Regions from separate parts of the Sus scrofa genome. Here region 2 is linked to region 1. The links are chromatin contacts, called in public HiChIP or PLAC-seq maps. All regions are on one chromosome and are shown on one strand. Each heading gives the region's core, a stretch centred on a gene start, on an enhancer-like site or on the middle of the called end of the contact. The rest is flanking DNA. Distances are from core to core; before and after follow the strand shown.

Region 1 (2,700 bases), core at 62-2,561:
TCATTTTCTTTATTTTCGTGCTCAAATTACAGTTAGAAGGAAGAAAGCAGCTTCTATCAGGGCGACTGAAAACGTTAAAATTCAAATAATTTTACCGAAGAACGCCATATAGACTCTGTCGATCTCTATTTTGAACTTAAATAACAAATTCTGGAATGCGTCTAAATTGTATCAACTGCCTTAACTACCTTACCTGGTTCCTTCACTTAGGTACCATCTGGATAGGTAAGGATAAGGAGGTGGGATGGATACGCCATAGTTGGGTTATTTAAGTTTTCACTGAGAATACAGAGACTATACCAGAAAGTCTTTATAAAGTCCCACCAGGCGTTAATAAAGAGCCGCAAACAGGAAGGGTCGCAGACCGGAGGGTCTCAGACTGGGGTGGGAAATGGGAATGGGGGAAAGAACTGGGCTTTCGGGTAGATTAGAGGAAAAAAGACTGGCTGGACGCGACGGGAAAAGAATAAGGGGTGGGGACGCCAAGCAGAACCAGCCTTCATCCCCGGTGCCCAGCCCTGGGAAAGCCAGCTCCGGGCAGGAAGGAGCCCTAGGCGGCGGCTCCCTCCCGGGGGAACCCTGGGGGCGGCGGAGGCCAGAGGTAAGCCCGAGAACAGATGCAGCCGGCCCCGCGAGGGGCGAGGTGCGCCTACCACCGCCTTACCTTCGGGCATCTCCCGGTCGCTGATGTGCTGCAGGTGGTGGCCCTCGCCGGCTCCGTAATCCAACTCAGCTGGTTCCACGGCAGCCGGCGCGGAAGCTACTGCCACCGCGTCCCCAGCCGCCGCCTCACAGACTTCAGACTCGTAGTCTGGCTCCACCGGCCCCTTGCGCCTGCCCAGCTTGGGGCTGGCATTGGGCGACAAGCAACAGGACAACGTGTTCCCCATGGGGCGCCTCCGCTTCTGGCCGCCACCTCCTCGGCTCGCCCTGCGACTCCGCCGTTCTCAGCAACCGCCCCCTCCCCCAACAATGGCGAGGCCGGCACGGGCAGCCCCGGGCTATGCCGGGGCTGCGCCGCGCATGCAGACGCGGCCTCGGCCCCACTCGCCCGTCCGCCCCGCCGCCGGGCCCGGGGCAGGGCTCCGGCCCCGGCCGCACCCCCGCCGCCGCGCCGCTGCCGCCTCCCCGGAGCCAACTAGTCTGTGAGGGCGGTGACCAGACCGGCTTATTTAAAAGGGGTGGGGACCCGACAAACGCTGAGACGCGCAGCCACTGCCGGGAGAGAGCGCAGCCGGAGCTCCTCCTCCTTCCGCCGCCGCCTCCCGACTGAAAGCCTCGCCTGGCTGGCCCCTGCCAACCGGAACGCGTCCTTTGGTCACCTGGTTACGACGGACCAATCACATCTAGAGTTCCCTCCACGCGCCCGCCTCAAGCGTAGGCACGTGACTCATAATGCCCCGCCCCTGCCCATCGGCGCTCCGCCCCCCGCGAGGCGCGCCCTGAACTCTGGTTTCCATTCATCTCTCACGGCTCGGAGCTTTCCGGTCCTGCGGAAGCGTTGCGGGAGTTTGTTAACTGAAGCTGTCCTGGCTGAGCGGGCTCTATAAAATAGCCCCTTAAGTAAAGAGCCAGTTCGTTAGCAACTTGGTTTCGCTAGGTCTGACGGCTGGCTCATTTGATGTACTGCTCAACGAACTTAGTTACACCCGAATTGTTGACCGTTTTTGTAACTAAATGCTCCTCTGTTCTGCCTTCAGTTTGACCACAGCAACCCCCGGGGCCCTGGTCTTACCTTCAGTAAAAAGCTGTGGCAGTGTCTTGAATAAGACTCGAGGACACGTCACCCCTACACTTCCTCATCGGTAAAATAGGCACCGAACTCGTTCCTTCCACTTCTGAAACGCGGGGATTCAGCAACTCTTTCTCGCCAACGCATAAAGCACGTTTTTCTCATACAAAATTGAGAGTCACAAAGTGGAGTACCACGGTCTTGAATTGATGAAGGAGGTTAACGATAGCTAACATTTGGCGAACACTTAATACGCGCCCGACCCTTTCCAAGTGTGGTGCTCATTAACCCTTGAGAACAAAACCATCAGGAACACAGATTTTCCATAAATTAAATAACGCTCCCAAGGTCACCTAATTGCTCAGGGGTATGGCCAGGATTTGATCCCTGATAGTGTGGATCCCTAAAGGGGTGGGGACGCCAGGCAGAACCAGCCTTCATCCCTGGTGCCCAGCCCTGGGATTGTGATTATCAGGAAATAAAGACAGAAATCAAATTTGGTTGGAAGTGGCACAGCATATCAGGATTTTATTTTATTTTTAAGGAGGGACAGCTTTTTGATGTGGATTTTAAAATGCTTTCCCTTCATTCAGCATTAATTAGCGCTCCCTATGTGCCCGGCATTGTGTTTGGGGAAATAACCCTGCCCTCAGTGAGCTTAGACACCTGAGAAAAACAAAGGCTTTGAAAGTCCAATTGTCTGAGGCCACACTGCTGCAGAATACTTGAACCTGAAATTCAAACCTAGATCTGCCTAACCCCAAAGTAGATGCTGGGGTAAAGAGTTTGAATTGTTTCCCAGAAACATGAGAATCATTGAATGTTGTGAAGGTAAGATGTCCCTATCAGGTGGTTTGTAGTTAGGTCACTCTGGACAATAAGGAGGATTGAAGGACACAACAGGACCAATTGAGAGACTTTATATTCATCTAAAAGAAAAGAAAGGGTTCAGACTGAAAGCAGTGGCA
Region 2 (2,700 bases), core at 139-2,638, 180 kb after region 1:
GTTAGTTGGGATCCAGTCATGTATGTTGTCTTGGTGACACTGGAAAACAATACTGCTGACTCATGCCCAAACAGGAATTATTACCACCTAAACTCAGGTATAGGATACAGCGGTTCAAACCACACTGTAAGAAGAATCCCATCTCTTTGGTGTTGCCATCGTGGCACAGCAGAAACGAATCCGACTAGGAACCATGAGGTTGTGGGTTCGATCCCTGGCCTTGCTTGGTGGGTTAAGGATCCGGCGTTGCCGTGAGCTGTGGTGTAGGTCTGTAGGTCGCAGATGCAGCTCGGATCCCATGTTGCTGTGGCTGTGGTGTAGGCCGGCAGCAACAGCTCCGATTAAACTCCTAGCCTGGGAACCTCCATGTGCCTCAGATGTGGCCCTAAAAAGACAAAAGACAAGACCAAAAAAAAAAAAAAAAAAAAAAAAAAATTCCCATCTCTGCAAAGTGAAAAAGCTGTCAAAGGCTCGCTTGTGAGGTAGGAGTTACTGTATCTCCTGAAACTAACTGTATCAAGGTATCTGATTTGTGTATTCAGATACTTAAGTTTTCTCTTTTTCACACACAATGTAATCCCCCCAAAATGGAGTGGGGGAAGGGACACTATTTTCAAAAGTTCCTCCCACCTAGACTTTTATCCTCTCCCTACTCTCCCCTCTTCTACAAGAAATTTAGGAAGAGGTTATTTGTTTGAGAAAGGATGATGGAGAAGGAGAAAATGAATCTTTTCATCTGAGAATAAGAACCCTTAAAAATTTCAGTGTTATGATTGCTAGTGTCCCTTCTCTGCGTAGAATTTTCTTAGCAAGGAATCTAGTCCTGTCAGCTAAATTCTTACATTTCAGTATTTGACACACTTTTTTTTTTTTTTAAAGGGACCCGTCAAAAATGACAGTGATTTAGTAAATGTTTCTGTAAACTGCAGTAACTAGTGGTGCTTCTTCCAGGAAATATCCTCTTGCCAACGGAACTTGAAGGACACACATGCTCATGCCTCCCCTGCAAAAGCAGATTTTTTTATTATTAGGGACGTGCATTTATAGATGGAAAAACAGCTTTGTTTCATCCTAATTCATTGCTTGGTTAGATACTGTCACAGTTCTGAGATCCTCTTAAGAAGTTCCTTAATACATGTACAGTCCAACAATGAATGAGGGTTATAAACATCAGTGAAATGCAATTGAATTTGCTAGAATTTGGAGTGCTCACAGCCCTGGTTCTTGATAGAGTGGCTTCTTATTCTAGGTTCACAGAATCTCCCTAACTAGACTGCCAGGATGGACCACATCCTTCTTTTCTCCCACCCCCGAGCCACCAGCACAGTTAGCCTGAAATTCATGTAATGAATGTGCAAATATTATTGTCTAATATGTTATTGTCTAACACTGCAAATGTCATAAACATCTATTCTAACATTGCTAAATAGTTTTTCTAACTGTGGTTTTGAGCCCAACCAGTAGAATGCTTTTGTAACTGTGTGTCAGAGTTTCTTGTATTTTTCTGGGAAGCGGGAACTGAATCATTTTCAGAACTTTTATATAACCTAGTCTATCATCTTTAGTCCAAGATTAAGCAAACAGTGTGTGCTCTCATGGCCTATCTGATACAAGGTATGAAAGAGCTGTAATCAAAACAGTCCCTGAGTAGCTCACTGCAGCCCACGAATGTTTACTGGAATTATTGTAGTAAAGCACGAAGCTGAAGGAGTTTAGAAAACACCCTCTCTTTCTTTGCAGTAGGACTTGCCCTGAGTTGTTGCTTCACTGTCAGAGCTTGCTGCACATGCACAGGTAGGGTGCCTGGCACGATCGGAAGTAAATCATCCATTCACGTATTGACTAACCCGTTAGACCGTAAGTGCCTCCAGCCCAGGGAAGAAGTTTAACTCGTTCCTTTAGTCCAGTACCTCCTTCTCTGTTTTTTTGACCTGAACACAGGGAACCGAACAAACCCAAAACACAGGACACAAAAGTCAGGAATTAGAGATATATGTGCTCAGAGAGAACAGCTACGCTTGGGGTAACATGGAGCAGGTAGGGAAGACCCATGCTAAAGATTTCGTTCTTAAAATTCATGAAGATGTGGAATTATTAAATGAGACTGATGATTTTTTTTCCAAGAGGAAAAAAGTAGCCAAGTACAAAGATCATGTAGGACGTACAGAAGAGACATAAGTTTTCTTCACAGTTTTAAGCTTTCTCTTAAAAGAGGGGAAATTGGTAACTATGTTATCGAATACTTGTGAGAATGAAATAATAATTTTCATATATAGCACTTAGGACTGTCCCTGGCTTATTGTGACTAGTAAGTTTTGTTATTTTTATTATCACATTTCATTGTATCTGATTAATAGATATTTTTTGTGTCACTAAGAAAACATTGCCCATTAAACTATTACTTGTAATTTCTTATCACCAAAATTGTTTTCTATTTATTAAAAATTTAGGCCTATTTAAATGGATTCTTTAAGTGATATTTTATTCTCGGGCCATGCATAAAAAAGTAAATGTAGGAGTTCCTGTTGTGGCGCAATGGAAACAAATCCGACTAGGAACCATGAGGTTGCAGGTTTGATCCCTGGCCTCGCTCGGTAGGTTAAGGATCCTGCATTGCTGTGAGCTATGGTGGAGGTCACAGATGTGGCTTGCATCTGGTGTTGCTGTGGCTGTGGTGTAGGCTGGCAGCTATAGCTCCAA

Evidence for each region. HiChIP or PLAC-seq counts read pairs in DNA pulled down with a chosen protein or histone mark.
Region 2: an H3K27ac HiChIP or PLAC-seq map of alveolar macrophages shows a contact between it and region 1. The contact joins the enhancer-like site here to the promoter of CCNYL1 in region 1. A contact is called at or near these places in 1 of 5 promoter capture datasets (liver), 10 of 47 Hi-C or Micro-C datasets (alveolar macrophages, fetal heart ventricle, fetal skeletal muscle and 6 more) and 2 of 2 datasets of contacts at active chromatin or transcription factors (alveolar macrophages and skeletal muscle).

The regions. Positions count from the first base shown.
Region 1 is chr15:110,872,523-110,875,222 of Sscrofa11.1, reverse strand. CCNYL1 (cyclin-Y-like protein 1) reads right to left here and starts at 1,311. Exons shown (of 8, transcript XM_005672131.3): 1 at 665-1,311. The coding sequence starts at 890.
Region 2 is chr15:110,687,624-110,690,323 of Sscrofa11.1, reverse strand. No RefSeq gene overlaps it. Among named protein-coding and RNA genes, the nearest start is that of CREB1, 17 kb to the left of the region's middle. Within about 2 kb of position 1,388, at least 8 of the 83 cell types and tissues checked have an H3K27ac peak or open chromatin away from gene starts, as enhancers often do. A contact at or near this core is called in alveolar macrophages, mesenteric adipose tissue and omental adipose tissue, where this site is marked.